Regions from separate parts of the Mus musculus genome. Here region 2 is linked to region 1. A link is a contact called in public HiCAR-type data. All regions are on one chromosome and are shown on one strand. The core of a region is the stretch at or near the end of the contact, and the rest is flanking DNA. Distances in the headings are between cores, read along the strand shown. Region 1 holds the start of Zfp324 (zinc finger protein 324). Region 2 holds the start of Ehd2 (EH-domain containing 2).

Region 1 (7,691 bases), core at 1,736-4,235:
CAGCCACGTCCTCAAAGGCCATCCATCTCTACAACAGTAAGAATAAGATAGTGTCTATGCGATGGCTGAGTGAGGTAGGAACCTGTTCCCTATTAATGGAGATGCTTCTCAGACATTTATCTTCCTTCCCTGTAGACTGGTTGAGAGGCGGGTATATGTCTGTGAGTTTGGGACCAGCTTGGTCTACATAGCGAGTTCTAGGACAGCCACAGCTATGTAGAGAAATCCAGTCAAACACCAATTTAAAAAAAAAAAAAAAATGGAGCTGGGCGTGGTGGTGCACGTCTTTAATCCCAGCACTCAGGAGGTAGAGGCAGGCGGATTTCTGAGTTCGAGGCCAGCCTGGTCTACAAAGTGAGCTCCAGGACAGCCAGGGCTACAGAGAGAAACCCTGTCTCAAAAAACCAAAAAAAAAAAAAAAAAAATTAAAAAAAAAAAAAGGCCCTTTGGAGTAAGTAGACAATCTCAGTTACTGCTATGGGTATTGGGGTGTCAGAGGTCTGAGGTGGGACTGGCCTCATCAACCTGGTAGACATACAGAAAGTCAATCCTTCTTGCCTCTATACCAATGCTCCATTTCCTTTCTGCTTTTACAACTCATACCCTTGCTCAGCCACCTGTTGGACTCTTCCCCTCACAGCCATAGGCACCACAAGCCTTTCCTCCCTGTTCTCAAATCCTAAGCAACCAGCCCTAGTCAACTCTGTGAAGCTATCTGTCTTAGTATTGATGACCAAAAAGAAACTTGGGAGGAAAGGGTTTATTCAGCTTACACTTCCAGATCACAGTCCATCACTGGAGGAAGTCGAGACAGCAACGCCAACTGGGCAGGATCTGATGCTGAGGCCATAGAGGGATGCTGCTTACTGGCTTGTTTCCCATGGCTTGCTCAGCTTGCTTTTTTTTTTTTTTTTTTGTAGAACCCGGGACCACCAGATCAGGGATGACACCACCCACCCTGGACTGGGCCTCCCCACATTGATCACTAATTAAGAAAATGCCTTATAGTTCAATCTCATGGAGGCATTTTCTCAACTGAAGCTCCTTCCTCTCTAATGACTCTATCTTGTGTCAAGTTGACACACAAAACCAGCAACCAGCCAGTATACTATACTTCTTTAATTCTCAGGTCCCGGCTCAAGACGCTAGGATTAATTAACTGGACATCTATCACTTCAGGCCCATCAAATCAGTCCACTCTGGGACATCACACATGCCTGGTCTTTCCTGTGTCTACAGTAGTTCCATCCTCCCAGGTGCTCAGGCTGACCAATAGAGTTCTTCACACAACACTGATGCATCAGCAGATCTACTCATAATTCAGCCACCTTAACCACTACCATGACTAATCTCATGCAGGGACCACCATCATTCACATAGACCAAGGGCTACTAGCCTCTGTTCTACATAATAATATGAATTATTATACATATTATTCCACCACGTCTGTTCTACGCTCAGAAAAAGAGAAGATGCTTTTAAAATCTTAATTAGGTGTCTGGGTGTGGTAGCACAGGCCTTTCATTCCAACACTCGGGAGGCAGAAGCAAGTGGATCTCTGTGAGTTCCAGAACAGCCTGGTCTAATTGTACATTTCCAGCACAGCCATGGTTACATAGTGGGACCCTGTCTCAAGGGTCCTACATACCAAGTTGCAGACCAGCTAGATTTACACAGTGAGATTGTCTTTCAAAACAAAACCCCAAAGCCTGGGGCTAGAGAGATGGCTCAGCGGTTAAGAGTATGTGCTGCTCTTTCAAAGGGCATGAATTCAGCTCCCAGTGTCCACATTAGATGACTCACAAGTGCCTACAACAAAGTTCCCCGGGAACCAACACTCATATGCATAGACCCACAAAAGTACACATAAAAATTTTAAAAATCACTCTTAAAAATCTTAACTGGGAACTGTCCAGTCTGTGTTTAAAGCACTCTGTCTTCCGATGCCTCTGGGACAGAGTCCCAATTCCTCTGCCTGCTGTTTCAGACACACAAGACCTCCCTTCCTTGGTTATTCCACGTCTAAATTGCTAAATACCAGGCTGGGATGAAAGTTTGTAGTGTTTGCATGGTATGCACAAGGTCTTGGGGTCCATCCCCAGTACGGAATAAACTGTGTGTGCTCAAGCATGCCTGAAAACCTAGCACTATGGAAGCAGAAGCAGAGGGACCAGAAGGGCAAGGCCATTTCTTGGCTGCATATCTAATTAGCGGCCAGCCGCGCGAGAGAGAGAGAGAGAGAGAGAGAGAGAGAGAGAGAGAGAGAGAGAGAGAGAGAGAGAGAGAGAGAGAGAGAGAGACTTCAAAATATAAAAGTCTCACCTTGGCGTTTGCACATGTGGGTGCTTTCCTTTAACTTTTCCCCAGACCTTACCCACTTGGCTGTCACAAGTGAGGCTTCCACACCCGCACGCCTCACTCACCTGGACTATGATGTTGGAAGCAACTGGGTCCCTCCCCACAGTACAGTAAGAGGGCAAGCCAGGACACCTGGTGGGTCCTTGGAAAGATTCCTACACTCACCCGCGGTGGATTTGTCAGCGGCCAGGTTGCCGCCGCCGGAATCTGCAGTGGGGGCGGGGCATGACGGGCGAGAGACCTGGGCATAGCCCGTCCCCGCCCACGGCCTCGCGCAGCCCGCCTGGGCCTCAGTTTCCCGGTCAGAAAAGGGCGTTGTACGCCCAGAGGACTCCTGGCGGGCTGCGGCTGGGGGATGGAGAGTTCGTGGCTTCGGCACAACCCTAACGGTCTCCGCTGCAGCCTATGAGCCAACAGGGAATACTGAGGCTTGGAGGCAGAGCTGCGGGCTTGCAGTGCCGACGTGTACCGAGCCAAGGTTAGAATCGGGCAACTGCGAGTACTATCCTTATTTGCTCTAGTCTTGGGTCCCCAGAACCTCCTCGAGATTTGCAGAGTCGGCCAGGCCTTTCGTGCACCAATCGGGATCACCCGTGTGGCCTTAAGCCAGTCTGCAAAGTGACAACCCAGACCGCCGGAAGCCCCGCCTCTCCTATCCGCGTTGGCCCAATGCACAGCACGGATGCTCGGGTAAACGTAGTTCCTGCTGACTTGCCTGAATGACAGGAGGGTGCCTTCCTGGTATCCATGGCGGGTATCCAAAGCATCTTTTCTCCCTACCTCCCAGCCTTAGCTGGAAAGTGAAGTTTACCACCACCGTCCGGTTTCAGCCAGGCCTGAGCACTAACAGAGACTCCTGGGTAGGTCCCCGCTCTGGGCAAGCGGCCCAGGACCAAAACCTGAAGATTCAGAAGTGGAAACTTGGAGATTTCGGGAGGCAGGCGACACAAGCTGGGAGCACAAAAGAAAAAACGTATGGGGAATCCCTTCTAAAGAGACGGCAGCAGTGGGCGTGGTGGCACACACCTGTAGCCTCAGCACTTGGGAGGCAGAGGCAAGATCTCTGATTTCAAGGCCAGCATGGTCTACAAAGAGAGTTCCAGGGCAATTCAACGGTTAAGATCATTGACTGTTCTTCCAGCAGATCCGGGCTCAAATCACCACAAGGCAGCTCACAACTATCTGTAATTCCAGTTCCAGAGGACCCAACACTTTCAGACATACACGCAAGCAAAACACCAATGCCAATGCGCATGGGAAATAAATAGACAGAAAAGCCTTAGATCAGATCCATGATGGCGCATACCTTTAATCTCAGCACTCAGAAGAGAGAGAGGCAGGAGGATCATTGTAAACTTAAGGCCATCCTAGACTACATAGCAACTTCCACACCAACCGCGATCACATACGGAGATAACATGCTCAGGCAGTTTCCCTCTGTGTGGCCAGCTGCAGAGACAGAGTTGGGTTTCGGCCTCTCTTTCTATTCCCCTATCTCAGTCTTGGAAAGAGTGAAGGTCAATGTTGCGAGCTCTTATTTCAGACCCTTGCACATCAACTAGTTTCTATGCTTGGCTGCTTGTCCTTAGGACACCTGTTCTTCCCTCTTTTCCACACATCACAATATTGATTCTTTATTTCCTTGGGGCCAATCTAAGTGATATGTGAGATTTTGGAAAGGCAGGGCAGTCTCAGTGAAGACTGGCCCTGTTATTGGAGGACAGGAAAAGGTTTTTCTCTATTCTGCAGCATGTGAGGGATCTTCTTTCAGGATTCTCATTTCTCCTGTGTTGGGTTCCTTAGTTCTATGTATGCTTGTCTCTATATAGAAGTTCCTTGGGTCTCTTGTTAAGGGTGGGCTAATGCAGCCCCTAAGTACAGTGGGTTCTCAAACAGCGTGGGTTGAGAGCTGGCTGTGGTAGCAGCTACTATCCCAGTACTCAGGAGGCAGAGGCAGAAGGACCAGAGCTTCTTTCACGAGCAGCTGTAGCTATAGTGTGAATTTGAGATCAGCCTGGGCGACAAGAGACAATGATTACAGAACTTAGAAAGCTACACCAGGAGATTTGTCACAAATTTAAGGCCAGCCTAGACTATAGAGTGAGTCTGTCCCCCCCACCTCCCTGTCTCCGCGCACACACCAGAAGAAGCCAGGTGTGGTAGTACATGCTTGTAATCCCAGAACTTTGCAGAAAGACTAAGGACAATTAATTCAAAGTCATTTTTTAGTGTACAGTGAGTTCAAAAGCAGCCTGGAATAAATACATGGGGCCCTGAATCCAAGAGAAGAAAGTGACCAGTAAGATGGTCCAGCAAGTTAAAGGCACTTGTCACCAAGCCTGCCACCCTGTTTCCGTCCCCAGATGGAAGAGAATGGACTCATTCCAGTTGTCCTCTACCTTCTACTGAGTGCCACAGCACACAGGCACCTACACTCGTTCGCACACGAGAGAAAGAAATTTCTTTAAAGGAAAGAAAAGGCTGGTTGAGGTGGTATGAGCCTTAAATCCCAATACTCCAGGGACAGGCTGATAGTCTTTGTGAGTTCAAGGCCAGACTGATCTACAAAAGATTTCCAGGCCAGCCAGGGCTAAATATGAGGCCAAACAAAACAAAACAAAACAAAACAAAACTAGGGGCTGGAGAAATGTCCCAACACTTACTGACCTTGCAGAAGACCCAGGTTTCATTCACACCAGCCTTCTCACAACTGCCTATAATTCTAGTGTCAAGGGATCCAATACCTTCAGGCCTCCAAGGGCACCTGTATACAGGTGGTGCTCATAAATTCATGCAGGCACATGCTATATACAAACCTTTAAAATAGGAAAGCAAGTGCAACAAAATAGCCACAGCAGGTCTAGTGGTGACATTGGCATGCAAGCCCAGCTTCTCCAGAGACTGAGGCAGGAGGATTACAAGTTCACAGTCTCGGCTACATAGTAAGTTCAAAGCCAAGCTAGGCAACTCCGTAAAATCTTGTCTCAAGAAGTATAGAGGGCTAGCTAGGGGTGTAGCTCAGTGGTATATGAGAAAGGAAGGAAGGAAGGAAGGGCGAGAGAGAGAGAGAGAGAAAGACAGACAGACAGACAGACAGACAGACAGACAGACAGAAAGAAAGAAAGAAAGAAAGAAAGAAAGAAAGAAAGAAAGAAAGCCAAGAGAGATGATCTCCACAAGCTACCACAGGGTCAGTAAAGTGTATCTGAAAGTTACAACGTTTCCTTTTCTCTCTCCCCCCCCCCTAGTCTATTTTCTTTTGGATGCCTGCCTAGTATGTTTTTTCTGGTACCTTGGACTTTCTTATTTTCTGAAACTTCTCTCCCTGCTATATCATCTCTCAAAAGGAAGGTTACGAGGCTAGGAAGATGGTTCAGTGGGTTAAGAGCGCTTGCGTGTACGTATACAGACCTGAGTTTAAACCCTCAGTACCCTTGCTGGTGAGATTGCTACCAAGCCCAGTGATCAGAGCTCAGTACCTGGGACTGGCTACTGTGGTTGTCCTTTGACCTCCACATAAATCTCATGGCAGGCACATACAAATAAATGTAAAATTAATATTATTTTTCTCAGGCATGGTGGCTCATGCCTTCATGCCTTTAACCCCATTACTCAGAAGACAGGGTCAGGTAGATAGATCTCTGTGAGTTCTAAGCTATCCTGGTATACACAGTCAGTATCAAGCCACCCAGAAAATTCACCACCAGACTACAAATCACAGCAGCTTCTAAGTGAGCTCAGAATCCCCAGGAGTCTCATCGAGGCCTGGGTGCTCAAGTCAAGGGGGAGTTCAGACTCAGTAAGTGGCAGAGGAGCCCCGCGGGTGAAATTGAAGTACTAGTAAGCTCTTCAAATATGCTAATAACTTTGGGTCAGAATCCGCTAAATTAGAAGGGCACTCCATGTCATTAAAGAAAGGATCTCACCGAACAGTGGTGACGCATGCCTTTAATCCCAGCACTCGGGAGGCAGAGGCAGGCGGATTTCTGAGTTCGAGGCCAAACTGGTCTACATAGTGAGTTCCAGGACAGCCAGGGCTATACAGAGAAACCCTGTCTCGAAAAACAAAAACAAAAACAACAACAACAACAAAAAAAAAACAAAAAAAAAAAAAACAACCAACCAAACAAACAAAGAAAAAGGATCTCAGGGCACTGGTACTTGCGGGGAATCTCTAAAAGGAGAGTCCTAAACGGAAGTTAATTTATATCCATGCCATATTTTTTGTTTGTTTGTTTCGGTTTTGTTTTTCCTCAATACAGTTTCTCTGTGTAGCCCTGGCTGTTCTGGAACTTGCTTTGTGAACCAGGCTGGCCTCGAACTCACCGAGATTAAAGGTGTATGACACCTCTGCCTAGCTCCATTCTCTACGTTCTCTACAATGCCGCTAAGTCAATGCCACGGAGAACAAAAGCTCGCTCCTCGCTCACCAGATGCCGGGTGGAAACTACATTTACCACAAGACTGTGAGGCTCTCTAGACTCTGAGCCAATCACAACCCAGATGAAAAGCTTTTTCTCAAAAAAAAAAAAAAAAAAAAAAAAAAAAAAAAAAAAAAAGCTTTTTCTCAGGCTGTGTGCGCAACGGAGTCGTGACTTTATTTTGCTCGCCAAATGGGTGGGATCTATAAGCCGAGTCCTTTCACTTAGTACACGCCTCCTTGGGACCGGAGAGGAAGGGTAATGGGGAGGACGGCACTTGTAGCCGATGCTTTCCATTTCCTAGTCCTTGCAGGCTTGAAGTCCCTGGGCATTGAGTCTCCGAGCGAGCGAGACGGTAGGCTCATATTCACGTCCTCTGGTGTTTTGCCTTGCTACTGGGAATCGTAGATTCACGTCAGTTTTAAGGTCCCAACGCCCCCACTACGCGTAATGCCGAGGGTTTCCCACTTCTGGAAAACAGTATAGAAAGCCGTTGGATGAATAGGGACTCCGTGTGCAACTGCTTGGAAGTGAGGCTGAGCTGGAGTGTTCAGGATCTGTTAGGGAGAGACCGGGTAGAGTGGTAATCTAAGAGAGATAGAGGGAGCCCCGGGAGTCTGGAAGGGTTGAAGCACCCTAAGCTTCCTCTGGCTGCCCAGGGGCAATGAGATGCTCGGGGTGAACTGGAAGAAGGAAGGGAGACTCATAAGGAGACTCTACCTTAAGTGTCAAACTTGTGGTTACTGAAGACATACTCCATGAGCACTTTTCTAATTATCTTTCTTATTTCCACATCATAAAATCTGGCTAGTTTAACAACAGATGCAAAGTTATATTGCTCCGACCTCCAAGTTCACAGTTTCAGTCAAGCTACAACCATCACTTATTCTTTTCTCCTTTCTCTCTCTCTCT
Region 2 (7,691 bases), core at 3,009-5,508, 3.0 Mb before region 1:
ACGTTGAACAGATAACACCGGGCTGCTTCTGCAGCCCTCATAGAGTGCCCCCAACCCCACTTCCAGGAGAGCAGCCTGACCGCCGACCTCCACCTCTAAGGGGCACTAACCCAGTTCCCCTGACAATTCTTGCCTAAGTTATTTTGAGTCACAAAGGCCTCCCCACCTTCCTGCTTCCACGTTGGCTAGAGATTTGGAATGGGGCGTGGGTTTTCTAGGGGAAGGTGGGCTATAAGGTACAACGTCCCCCTGGCACAAGCCAGGACAGGGGATACATGAGTGTTGCCTAGGACTGGGCTTCTAGGTTGATGCACTGGTAACATCTGAAAACAAGGTCTTGTCTGATTGGCTTCGTGGATCACTGTCCGGGGCACTCAGAGCCGGGAGAGATCTTCTGAAAGGCTCAACTCTCATCCTGTTGCCCACAGAGCCTGAAAGATTAGGAAGCAAGGACTCAAGCCAGTGTCCCAAAGTACCTACATCCCATCCATACGTGCACTCACCGGAGTCATCCTGTGTATGTGTGCGTGCACGAGAGAGAGAGAGAGAGAGAGAGAGAGAGAGAGAGAGAGAGAGAGAGAGAGAGAGGTACCTGCATCCCATCCATACGTGCACTCACCGGAGTCATCCTGTGTATGTGTGCGTGCACGAGAGAGAGAGAGAGAGAGAGAGAGAGAGAGAGAGAGGACCTGCATCCCATCCATACGTGCATTCACCTGAGTCATCCTGTGTGTGTGTGTGTGTGCGCGCGCGCGTGCATGAGAGAGAGAGAGAGGGGGGTACCTGCATCCCATCCATACGTGCATTCACCTGAGTCATCCTGTGTGTGTGTGTGCGCGCGCGCGCGCGCGTGCATGAGAGAGAGAGAGCGCCCCCCCCCCCATCCCTCCAGAGGAACAAGACACGGGGTCGTCCTTCCTTCTCCCAAGCAGTCTTCCCTGTATTCTTCTTGCCTCCAGCCCACCACGCCACGTTTTGAAATTTCGGAGACAAAACTAGTACTGTAAGATAAAGATTTTTTTTGTACTGTATTTATTGTGTATAACGATTTTTTTAAGGGAGAATTCTGTACATCTAGAACTCTTGTAAATTAAAAGCCGATCCTTTTTTTTTTTTAAACTACTCAGGCCCCCTCTGGCCCCTGTTGGTTTTGGGTGTTTTATTTTGGGAATGGTGTTGGTGGGTTGGAACCAAGCCAATGGAGAGGGATTTTATATGTTGGGTGAATGTCCACTGGGTCCTAAGCCATGTTCTAAGTGCTGTGGGGCTGGTGAGAGGGTAGTTTGGAATTCCCTGCCTCTGAAACCAGTGGTGTCAGTTCTCAGTATAGTACTGCGGGCTTTGCTTGAAAATGCTCCAAACCATTGGTCCAGGGGATGTGGGATTGGGACCCTGGCAATCTAGGGTCAATATTATCAACCATCCACTCAGTACCTTGTTTTAGTTTTCTGTCCAAAGACATTTATGGGGCACCAGAGATGGCTTAGTGGTTAAGAGTGCTTACTGCTCTTATAGAGGACCAGGTTTGGTTCCTAGCACCCACGTGGCTGCTCACAACACCAGGTCCAGGAATATGACACCCTCTTAGGGTCCCCTTTGGGTTGCTGAACATATGTGTTACACATAAATTCACGTGAGCACACCCACACAGACATGTCAATAAAGCTCAAAGACACTTAGGGATGTGGTGGTATATGCTAGCACTCAGGAAGTAGAAGCAAGAGAACCAGGAGTTCAAGATCCTTTTCAGTTACTTGAGGAGATCAAGGTCAGCCTGGGCTGTACAAGACCCGAGACTGAAGAGATGGCTCACCAGTTACAAGCACTGGCTGTTCTTGCCAAAGACCTGGGTTTGATTCTTAGTATCCACATGATGGCTCATAATCATTTGTAACTTTAATCCCAGGCATCTGGTGCCCTCTTCTGGTCTATGAAAGTACTGTACACACACATGAGGCATATGTAGTATGCAGGCCAAACACCTGTCTTAGCATGTTATTGCTGTAAAAAGACACCATGACCAAGGCAACTCTTATAAAAGAAAACATTGGGGTTGGGAGCCTGGCTTACAGTTTCAGAGGTTTAGTCTATTATGGCGGGAGGCATGGCAGCACGCAGGCAGGCATGGTGCTGGAGGAGCTGAGAGTTCTGGTTTGGTTGGAAAGCAGCCAGGAGGAGACTGTCTTCTGCACTGGGCAGAGCCTGAGCATAGGAGGTCTCAAAGCCCACCTACACAGTGACACACTTCCTACAACAAGGCCACACCTCCTATTAGAGCCTTTCCCTAAAGCTAAGCATTGAAATACATGAATCTCCAGGGCCCAAAACTATTCAAATCACCACACACCCATACACATACCTAGGACTGGGCTTCTAGGTTGATGCACTGGTAACATCTGAAAACAAGGTCTTGTCTGATTGGCTTCGTGGATCATTGTCCGGGGCACTCAGAGCCAGGAGAGACCTTCTGAAAGGCTCAACTCTCATCCTGTTGCCGATACACATGAAAATAAATCTTAAAAATGTAAATAAATATATATAAATTGAGAAAAAAACTTGACTAGTATGCAAGAGGCCCTAAGTTTTTTTTTTTACCATCATCCCATAAACTGGGCATGGTGGTACACACCTGTAATCCCAGCAGTCTGGAAAGTGGTCATTGTGGGCAGGCGACATTTTCAGAAAAGCAACCGTTTGCTTGCTTTGTATGGTGGCATACACCTATGTGTGTGGGGGGCTGAGGCAGGAGAATCGTGAGGGTAATTTGGGCTACTTAGTGTCCAGACTCTATTTTAGAATGCCAAAATAAAGTAAGGCATGTGTCATAGTTAGGGTGTCTATTGCTATGAAGAGACACCATGACCACGACAACTCTTATAAAGGAAAGCGTTTAATTGGGGCTGGCTTACAGTTTCAGAGGTTCAATCTGTTATCATCATGACAGGAAACGTGGAGGTATGTAGGCAGACATGGTGCTGAAGAGGTAAGTTGTACATCTAGGTTGGCAGGCAGCAGGGAGAGAGAGACTGGGCCTGGCTTGATTATTTGACACTTCGATGTCCCCCCTCTACCCCCTACACACGTCCTCCAAAAAGACTATACCTACTCCAACAAAAACACAGCTCCTAATAATGCCAGTCCCTATGAGCCTACGGAGGCCATTTTTATTCAAACTACCACCCCGTGTGCTGTGTCTATGAACTGATGCTGAGAGTGTATGCCTGCACCACCGTGCTGGGCATATTCTGTGCTGGCGATAGAACTCAGGGCTTCATGTATCCTAGATGGGCACTGTACCAACTAAGCCACATCCCTAGCCCCATGGCCTTGAGGTTTCTCCCCCTTGTGTTTTTGTTGGTGGCGGTGGTGTTGGTGGTGGTTGGTTGGTTGTTTTTATAGTAGATACACAGCGTCTCTACTACGTAGCTTTGGCTGGTCTGGAATTTGCTATGAAGATCAGGCTGGCTTTAAACTCATAGAGATTCACCTGCCTCTGCCTCCCAAATGCTGGGATGAAAGGCTTGTGCCACCACATTGGGCCTGTGCACTTACATTTTAATAATTTACTTTTATTTATATGTGTTGGTGTTTTGCCTGCTTTGCACATGTGTGTGTGAGGGTGTCAGATCTTGAAGTTACAGACAGTTGTGAGCTGTTGTAATATGTGTTGTAATGTGAGTTGTAATGTGGGTGCTGGGAATTGAATCCAAGTCCTCTGGAAGAGCAGTCAGTATTCTTTTTTTGGGGGGGGGGTGGAGGTTTTTTTGTTTTAGCTTTTGTTTTTCGAGACAGGGTTTCTCTGTATAGCTCTGCTCTGTATAGCTCTGCTGTCCTGGAACTCACTTTGTAGACCAGGCTGACCTCAGAACTCAGAAATCCGCCTGCCTCTGCCTCCCAAGTGCTAGGATTAAAGGTGTGTGCCACCACGCCCGGCTCAGTCAGTATTCTTAAATGCTGACCATCTAACTCTTCCGTCTTGTACTTAAGATTTTAAAATTACTGTTGTTACAGTTATTTTTGAGACAGGATCCCCGCCCCCCCCCCCACGCGGTCCAGCTGGCTTCAAACTTGCATGCACCACTATGATCAGACAAATTATTGGTAGGCCTGCTGCAGCCTCTGTCAACTTATTTGCTAAGAGAGGGAGCCAAAAGCTGGAGGATGGGGCTCACACTGAACTAAGGAGTGCACGCTCGAACCTGTGCGCGTTTTCACAGTGCCCGCCAGGGGGCGCCCGAGGCTGGCGCGGGCTAGGACAGGGGGCCTGGGGCCCGCCCTGCTCGCCGCTCCTAGCGCACGCGGCCCCACCCGTCTCACTCCACTGCGGACAGGACAGAGCTCGGGCTGCTTGCTCTGCGCTCCCCAGATCCCTGGTGAGTGCTCCCCAAATCCCACCTCTCACCCTCGCTCCCCTCTGTAACAGTCTGTGCACTCTCCGTCCCAGTCGCTCCCAATTCCCACACTCCAGGACTACCCCCACCCCTCCTCAAATCTTCCCTCAACCTCCTCAGATCTCCCCAGCCTCTCTTTAGTACTCCGTATAGCCCCCTCCCCCTCCCCCTCCCCCAGTTCTCCCAGTCCCTACCCAGCCTTCATCTTTGAAGACTCCCCCTTTGAAGTGGCCTTCTACCCTCCACACCCATCTCTGCTCCCCTTGGTCCGTCTTGCCACCCAAGAGCCTTCTCTTGCCTCTCGAAGTGCATAGACTCTTCAGCCACCCCTTTTTGAGATGCCCCTCAGCTGCCTCCCTGCCTGGGACATTTCCAGGGTTCCCTCTCTTCATCTATGTCACAGGTTCTTCCGTCCGTTATTTCTCCCACCCCTCCAATCCATTTTCTTTCCACTCTTCCCTTTTCCTTTAAGTCACAATGATTTTATATTTTGATTTGCAACGTTTGGGGTTTTGTTTGTTTGTTTTGATATTTAAATTGTCCCATCTTTGAGTCAGATATGGTGGCACACTCCTTGAACCCCAAGATGTAGAAAGCAGAGGCAGGCAGATCTCAGTCTAAGGCTAACCTGGGCTACATAGGTCCAGGTCAGTCAGAGCTACATAGTGAGAATGTAGGGGGCGGGGATGTCGGAGAGGAAGCTGGTGGTGGAGAGTTCACTGAGAGTCAGAACTGGCTGCTCTTCCAGAGGTAGAGGTAGAGGATGGTCCCGAACTTCTAATCTTGTGTCTGCCTGCCTAGTGCTGAGATTACAGATATGCACTCTGCCCTACATGGTAGCTCAAAACCATCTGTTACTTCAGTCCAGGGGAATCCAAAATTCTTTTCTGGCCCCCAAGGGGCCATGAACATGGAACACAGGCATACATAAAGACACATAAAATATTTTTAATAAAAGAAAAAAAAAAGGAAAAATTGTCTCATCTTTGGCTAAGGAGAGCCATTTCAGGCTGAGTGCTGGGTGGCCTTTGAGCTGACTCAGACTGGCTTGTTCCTTCCTAACCTCCAAGCCCCAGGCCCAGCCCCAGCCCCAGCCCCAGCCCCAGCCACAGCCACAGCCACAGCCACAGCCACAGCCCCAGCCACAGCCACAGCCACAGCCACAGCCACAGCCACAGCCACAGCCACAGCCACAGCCACAGCCACAGCCACAGCTCTGGGACAGCTGCTCTTCTAAGGAGCCCTCCATTCTTTCTGTGAGGAATGACAGTTAGAGACTCCAATCTGACCAAAAGCTGGCTCTTCAAAGTCACTAAAATAAGCGTCTACCTATGGAGCAAGGGGAGAGACTATTACTGACAGCCAGGAGATGCATCAACCCAGACACCACAGGCTCGTGAAGGCATTGAGGCACTACAGAGAGCACGGTCTGGCTTTAGGGGTGCTCACTACTGCAAGGTTGGTGACAACTTTCCCCCTAAGCTTTGAGGCCTAACATGGGAGCCCAGCTGGAGTGCTTTCCAGCTCGATGAACCCGTGCAAGCTACTGATGCCTTCCTGAGGCTCAGTTTCCTCCGTGAAACAGTGTGGGTAAGGTTGAGGAATAGCTGGGTTTGTAGAGTGCTTGCCTAGCCTGCTTGAAGCCTGAGGTTCTAGCCCCCAACTCAGGATAAAAGTCAGCATGCCAGTGCACATCTGTAAGCTCAGAGCTAGGGAGGTAGAGACAAGAAGACCAGAAGGTCAAGATTATCCTCTGTTCAAGTGCATCATGAAATACACAAGACATGATATCAAAAAGAAAAGACCGCCGGGCATAGTGGCGCACGCCTTTAATCCCAGCACTTGGGAGGCACAGGCAGGTGGATTTCTTAGTTCAAGGCCAGCCTGATCTACAGAGTGAGTTCCAGGACAGCCAGAGCTACACAGAGAAACCCTGTCTCGAAAAATCAAAAAAAAAAAAAAAAAAAAAAGAAAAGACCTAATATGGGGGTAATGGTAGAGCCACCAGGTAGTCATGAAAATTAAGGGAGCTGGCACAGGGTTATGAGTGTGGCTCAGTGATTAAGAGTCCCTGCCTAGAATCCCCCAGTGAGGGGCCGGGGGCGTGGCTCAGTGGTAGAGCCCTGCCTAGAATCCCCCAGTGAGGGGCTCAGGTATGGCTTGGCTTTACTGTGTTTGCCTAGCATGCTCAAGATTCTGGGTTCTGTTCTAGCATCACACCCCAAATATGAGCTGGCACGGTGTCTGGTTTATAGTTTTCACGCATCTTTCCAATGACAAGACTCCTCCTGGCCTGGGTGCACCTAGGTAGCCTCTACAGCCTTGTTTCTCATCCCTCTGGCACTGCATCCCCACCAGACAATTCTCAACTCCCAGCCCCCAAGAGCCTGTCCCACCCTTGGGCCTTTGTACATACCATCCTCTGCGTAAGACCTTTGTCTTGCCTGTGCTCCACAAAGAAGCTCAGAAGTCAGCCTTTCCCAGGCCTTTGCTGACCCCGTGGTCAGTTTCCCATGCCCCCTCTGGATGCCTGGAATTCTGCAGGTATCACTAACTGTTGGGTGCCCAGGCCCTCAGTTGTGGGCTCTGGTTGGAAGGCAACTGGACTTTATGGCTCTTATCTTGGATGATAGCTCCTGCAGCATCGAGCGAGCCATGTCAGTGAAGATATGTTTAATGATGGTCATGTGATGTAATGATGCACGGATTTAGCAATGACTTTCTTTGGATGCCTTTTGAGATAGGGTCTTACACGTTGCCCGGTCCAGCTTTGAACTTCTGATCTTCCTCCCTCAGCTTCCCAGGGTCACAGATGTACTTAACTATATCCAGCTCAGGGATGCATTTCTTCCCCAGCAGTTCCTTCCTTTGCTATAGTCTCTCTTATTTTTCAAAGCACTTCCTCTTCTTGAACCCAGACAGTCTCATGCTAGCCCCTCCCCCTCCGTCTTCCTATCACTGGCTCGGCCTGCTCCTCCCAGTATCTATAGCCATACTCTAGCAGTCTTCCATTGTGTTCCCCCCTCTTCTGGCAGGTGAGCTCTCCACCTTGTAGTCTCCTTGGGTGACCCAGTGGGCATCGAAAGTCACCATGTTCAGCTGGCTGAAGAAGGGCGGGGCCCGGGGCCAGCGACCTGAGGCCATCCGCACCGTGACCTCATCCCTCAAGGAGCTGTATCGCACGAAACTTCTTCCCCTGGAGGAACACTACCGTTTTGGGTCTTTCCATTCACCGGCCCTTGAAGATGCTGACTTCGACGGCAAACCCATGGTGCTGGTGGCCGGCCAGTATAGCACCGG

The links. HiCAR-type assays count read pairs that join an accessible place to other places.
Region 2: a contact with region 1 is called in a HiCAR-type map of astrocytes, with 6 times the contacts expected there. The contact joins the promoter of Ehd2 here to the promoter of Zfp324 in region 1. A contact is called at or near these places in 7 of 39 promoter capture datasets (the C10 cell line, cranial neural crest, embryonic stem cells and 4 more), 1 of 484 Hi-C or Micro-C datasets (B cells) and 2 of 115 datasets of contacts at active chromatin or transcription factors (astrocytes and epiblast stem cells).

Annotation. Positions count from the first base shown.
Region 1 is chr7:12,961,132-12,968,822 of GRCm38.p6, reverse strand. It overlaps Zfp324 (zinc finger protein 324), which reads right to left and starts at 2,985. Exons shown (of 4, transcript NM_178732.4): 1 at 2,524-2,985; 2 at 1-28. The coding sequence starts at 2,607. 1810019N24Rik (RIKEN cDNA 1810019N24 gene) reads left to right here and starts at 7,006. Exons shown (of 2, transcript NR_166501.1): 1 at 7,006-7,134. Gm29638 (a long non-coding RNA gene) reads right to left here. Exons shown (of 2, transcript XR_391162.4): 2 at 6,936-7,336.
Region 2 is chr7:15,964,102-15,971,792 of GRCm38.p6, reverse strand. It overlaps Ehd2 (EH-domain containing 2), which reads left to right and starts at 4,258. Exons shown (of 6, transcript NM_153068.3): 1 at 4,258-4,373; 2 at 7,427-7,691. The coding sequence starts at 7,483. It overlaps Bicra (BRD4 interacting chromatin remodeling complex associated protein), which reads left to right. Exons shown (of 14, transcript NM_001081418.1): 14 at 1-531. The coding sequence ends at 15.